Regions from separate parts of the Rattus norvegicus genome. Here region 1 is linked to region 2. A link is a contact called in public Hi-C data. All regions are on one chromosome and are shown on one strand. Each heading gives the region's core, a stretch centred on a gene start, on an enhancer-like site or on the middle of the called end of the contact. The rest is flanking DNA. Distances are from core to core; before and after follow the strand shown. Region 1 holds the start of Ldaf1 (lipid droplet assembly factor 1). Region 2 holds the start of Rexo5 (RNA exonuclease 5).

What was found. Hi-C and Micro-C count contacts between places; a contact is called where the count stands out from the background.
Region 1: a Hi-C map of Schwann cells shows a contact between it and region 2, with 5 times the contacts expected there. The contact joins the promoter of Ldaf1 here to the promoter of Rexo5 in region 2. A contact is called at or near these places in 7 of 12 Hi-C or Micro-C datasets (the A7r5 cell line, the Rat2 cell line, Schwann cells and 4 more) and 1 of 1 datasets of contacts at active chromatin or transcription factors (oligodendrocytes).

The regions. Positions count from the first base shown.
Region 1 is chr1:183,914,655-183,917,354 of GRCr8, forward strand. Ldaf1 (lipid droplet assembly factor 1) reads left to right here and starts at 1,265. Exons shown (of 6, transcript NM_194354.2): 1 at 1,265-1,290; 2 at 1,663-1,705.
Region 2 is chr1:183,598,660-183,601,359 of GRCr8, forward strand. Rexo5 (RNA exonuclease 5) reads left to right here and starts at 1,396. Exons shown (of 20, transcript NM_001079706.1): 1 at 1,396-1,472; 2 at 1,789-1,909. The coding sequence starts at 1,793. Eri2 (ERI1 exoribonuclease family member 2) reads right to left here and starts at 1,327. Exons shown (of 9, transcript NM_001191114.1): 1 at 1,305-1,327. The coding sequence starts at 1,327.

The sequences.
Region 1 (2,700 bases), core at 15-2,514, 320 kb after region 2:
CAGTCCTTTAAAGGCATCTTTTTCGTTGTCCTCAGTAAAACCCTGTGATTTCTCTTTTTACCCAAGAGTTTACCCATCTCCAGGATGCTATTGGTACAGGGCTCTGGGAGAGAGGTGGGTCACTCCAGGACTTTGGGTGAAAAGAGCCTGAGACCTGTTTAGCAGCAGACGAGTACCTGGGCTTGCCCTTCTCCTCATTTAATGGGTGAAAAAGATGTGGCTCAGAGCACTGTGTGGTTCAGCAACATTACACAGTGACACCTAGGCTTGGGCACTGAGATGGGGACTCCAGAGGCCCAGCCCATAGTTTTCTGCTGTAAGTTCATCAGCAGTGCTTCTGCCTACCTGATGGTTGATGATCGCACCCCATCCCCAACCCCTTGGAAGCATTTTAAGTTATTGCAACTGGGAGGGTCTGTTACTGTATTTTTTTATTTCATGGGTAGAGACCAGGAATGCCACTAAGCACCCCAGTGTGCTCACAAGACATCTCAGAAGCAGACTTCGTCCCATCTCAAATGCCAGTAGTATTAATATTGAGTAACTAACGGGGTTCCTCAGGCCTACATTTGAAACCGGGAAACATGGGTTTCTCTACCAAGCGTCCTTGAGAAGAGGATTTGTTTCTAGCTCTTTGTTTTTGTTTTTAAATCCGTAAAATGGAGATAATCCCTCTCTAAGATTCTCTGGCTGCCAACATTTGCGCCTGCATAATGGCTAGAACCTTCCAGTACAGGAGCTACCTAACTGATTGACTGGTGTGACTTGAACTCTAGGGGTGAATCCAGAACTAGTTCTGCCACTATAATCCCACCTCTAGTTGCCAATCCTCCTAAAATGTGGCCCCAGAACTTTCACTCCAAGCCACCGGTGTAGGAAGAGACTGTCTCCAGACAGTCATTTACTCATTAGTCATCCACTAGAGCCTAAAAGTTTGTGGGGGTTGTTCCTAGAGTGTGTAGGAAGAAGCGGGCTGCCTAGCAAAGGTGTCAAGCCGAGCAGCTAGACGTCTGGATACACTACTCTTCCTGGCCAGGCTGGGAAAGCGCGGCGGGGACTTGAGCCTGGGGCGAGGGCCAGGGTTGGTCCTCCGCGAGAAGGGGCGAGGGGCGGAGCCTCGGCGAGGGGCGTGACAGAAGGGCGGGGCTTCGGTAGAGGAAGAGCGCTTGTTGGTGAGGTGGAGCGAGTCCGGTTCCTTCCCCAAGTCAGGCCTGTGCCTCTTTTCTTCCTTCCACTTCGCTTTGCGCCCTCTGTGGCTACGGGGCGGGGTATTGCGGCAGCCAGCACCAGGTGAGAGAGCAAAGCTGGGGTGTGAAGTAGAGGACCCCGGCTGGCTGAACCCTCCAAGCTCGGCCTAGGAAGCGGGGGAGTGCAGGGGCGGTCGCGGGAGAATGCACTAGCTTCCTCAGCCTGTTGCCACCCGCCTATGGGTTGGTGATGAACTTTGCCTGTCTCCTTGAGTTGCTGGGCGCGGCTAGGAGCTCGCAGGGAGATCTCATCCACCATTTCCAGCCATCTCCATGCTTACACACTGGCAGCTAGATTGGGGAGGGGACGGGATGGGGAGGAGCCACCAATGCCAACCCACCGGAGAGGCCCTACCTTCCCTCTTGAGTGGGAAGAAGTGGAGTCTGGTCTGAGCATCCTCACCTTCTCCAACAGGGGTGCCATGCGCCACAGCAGGAGGGAGCTACAGGTGTCAAAGGTGGGTTTGCCCCAAGTGATTAGTGACAAGATCCCCAATTGCCCTGAGTTCCGATCTCTTAGTTTCTGTGCCCCATAGTCGTGATCAGACCCATCCACTTCACACCGGTTTCTTTCTCTGTGGATCCCTGGCCTTAGAATTGAAAGCCTCAACCCTCATCGGAAATGGGGTCCAGAATAAATTCCCAGGAGCCCCGAAGGCCCTGCCCCCATCTGGGGATTCGACCCGACTGGCAGCTGGAACGTTCGCGATGGCGGTTTGTTTGCAAGATGCGAGACTCGGAAGCCAAAGCTTTATTTGGAACCTTAAAAGGGGCGGGGCGCGATCTCAGAGAACTTGACTAGGCCCCCTAAAACTGAGAGTAGGCGGGGCACCTACTCTCCCCCTAGGCTGGTTGGGGTGGTGCAGTCCCACCTTCCCTGTGGTGCTGCTCAGAGTCTGCAGAGGACCCTAGAAGGAGTAAATGGTCAGGAAATTGTTGACTGCGGTCCTCCTCCGCATTCTTCCTACCCTTGCTTTCAGCAGGCTCTCCAGACCGGTTCAGTGGCGTTTCCCAGGCCAAAGAAGAGTTGTAAGGGTGTAGTTTGATTTGTTGTAGCCCACTGTGGAAATGAGATTAGGTAAACTGAAGCCTGAGGCCATCCTATATTCAATCTTAGCGCCAGCTGCTGCTTTAACAACATAAATAATGATGCAGGCGTTGATTCTCTCCTGACCAAGGGGAGAGACTCTTTAGCTGGTGTCATGAAGGTTTGCTTACTAGACTCTGTGGTGTAGACACTGGTAAGGTGTGTTTCCTCATGTAATACCAAATAGGCAAGTGGTATATCCAGTTATTTTGGGCACTGTGACGGAATCTACTGAGCACAGGTCTATAACGTATATAAGGCTAGCTGCAAGGAGATCCTATTTTTTTTCCAACCCAGACATATGTTCTAGGAGACATAAACTAAGAATAATACATTAATAAGAATAATATTTTTATTTGAAAACCC
Region 2 (2,700 bases), core at 146-2,645:
TGGCCCTGAATAAGGGTGAAATCATCACTAATGTACTGCGAGTGGAATTGGGTGTAGGGGCACACACAGCTGTAAGCTCAGCAGTCAGCAGGCCAAGGCAAAATTGAATTTAAGAATAGCTTACAGCACATAGCAGGCCCCTGTCTCAAACAACAGCTGTGTGCTGACAGAAGGAAACTAGGGATAGATTTTAAGTCTTGGGTCTTTGTGCTAACTGCCATCCTCTCTTGAGTTTAGTGTCCATTTTACCTGAATGAGCTTCACAAGCAACTAATCTTATTGAGGAACTCAAATGACTGGAAAGATGCACTACAGAGATTTTGCTATTTTTGCATTTTCCAAGCCTTCGCTATGTTCTAAGGGGATGGAGCCTGTTCCTAAACTCTAAAAATCTAGGGGAGGAAGTAAGATTACCAGAGTACTACTGGAAGAATCTATGATAAAAGACTGCCAACAGTAATATACTGCAGTCCAAAGAAAGAAAGGTCCCAAATGTTGATGAACACAATTTTAACTAGGCAGACACCTGGAATAGCTACTTTGGCTATTTGAAAAAGACAAGATGTGCAGCCAATATAGGGATTTGGAACGAAAAACTAATATTTACTAGTCACTTTTTCAGCAAATATTAAACTAGGATGGTGATGTCTTTTAAACAATTTTAGGTGGAAGATATGTTTGCAACATGTATTTTATGCACGAGAAAAGTAAACAATTTGCCTAAAGATAGCTATAGCATGTTAACCTTTGATAAGACTTTTCACTCTTGAAACCCATGCTATTCATTAATACATCAGATAGGGGTTTGTTTTGGATCTGGTTTTGTTGTTTTGAGACGGTCTCACTATATAGCCCTAGCCTGCTTGAACAGCTCCATGTGGACACCGGCTGGCTTCCAACTTGCCACGCTGGTGTTGTAGGCCCCTGTTCCACTATGCCTGGCAAGTTCACACTGTGTCCACAAATGTCAAATGTGCACAGCGTATCCAAAAGACGAGAGAGTCTCTAGTAATTCTGACAATAAAACTGGACAAGGCAGGTCACTTGGACGCAGTAGGTGCGGTGGCACCAGTCTGAGTACAGTGTGCAGCGCTGTCACATACATTCCAGGCGTTCCCAGGGGCCATGAATTAACAGACCTGATAGAGCGCGCCACGCAGAGGACCGGGGTTTCTCGGACTCCTCCAACTTGGCGCGAAAGGCGAGTTGGAGCCCGAGACCGAGAAGACCAGGACCCTTTTCAGATCCAGACCAAACGCCTGCGGATGACCGCCGCCCACCCTGAGGGGAAACCCCTAGCGTACCGTGCCAGCCGCTTGGTCGCCATCCCGGACCTTACGTTTCGCAGAGTTCAACGGCCGGAAGTCGGACGCCCTCACTTCCGGTCTGTTTAAACGCGGGCGCGGCAGACGAAGCCGGTTCCTGTAGGGCAGCGGCGGCCCTCAGCAGCGGTCTGTGGGGCGTTGCCTAGGGTTGGTTCGGGACCTGGGGGGAGTGGACAGTCGCTTGTGGAGGGGGAGCCCCTCGCTCTGCGCAGGACGCGCCTCAGGGAGCGTTTCGAACTCCGCGACGCCTGAGACTGAGGAAACGCGGACTTATAGTCTGCACTGAGGGAAAAGGCGTAGGTCCGCGGCTTTTTCTATGAGAGCCAAGCGTAGTAAACTGGTTCGAGCTGCTTCGAGGGAAAAATAAACGGTCACGCCTCAACAGCGCTTCGCTGGAGAGCCGCTGGGACGCGGTTTCCTGGTCGCTGCGGGTCCTCAGCTCCACCTGATCTTTTCCCTACAGCCTGATGGAGCTAGAGGAGGAGGAGAACCCCAGGAAAAGGAAGGAGACCCCGAACTCGGCCTTGACTACAGAGCTGGATAGACCTTCGTGGGATGTTCAGGATCCAGAGCCTCAAGCCAAGGTGAGCAGAGGAGAGCTCCAGGAAACCTGCCCAAAGTCACTTGTGGCTAGGAGTCACTTTCTCCAGAAGGGTCCCTGCACAAGGATAACGGCTCACCCATTGACCTCACTGAACTCTGCTCTGTAAAATTGAGTCAACCGGATGCCACCTATCCTAGGCTCTACGGATAGTTTAAAACTGACAGTGTCTGGTACACAGAATATTCATTTAACAAATATTTATTAAGATCCGTATAACAGAAAATGTTCCAGGAATATTCATGTACACCTAAGCAGGATTCTCTGTTTTCATACAATATTTATGAAGAAGTAAAGTATGAATGGTCATTTTGATGGGGAATGTATCCTAGGGAAATGATTAGATGGATGAATGATATCAGTAATAGGATGTCCTAATATTTGTATTTTATAATGTTTCATCAAAAAGAGAATTTTTAATATATAATTTTTATTATACATTTAAAAGTGTATTTAGCCTGAACCATTTTCTCATGTTAAAGTTGTGGTTATATAATCGATAGGGAAAAAATTTAGATTAGGGTGGGGAGGTTATAAAGCAAATGGATGTAAAGTCCCTTGGGGAAAGGGTAGTACAGAGATGAAAAAAAGCTTCATCTTTGGGGTCTGCATTCCAGTTGTGCTTTTGTTACCCATTTCTTCATTTCTTTGTTATAAAATGGGAGCAGTGGTAAGTTCCCACTTAAAAGTTCTAAGAAATAATTTAGTACAAATAAATTTCTCAAAACTGTGTATGGCTAAGAGTTGGCAATGTGGCTCAATAGGTAGTAGAGG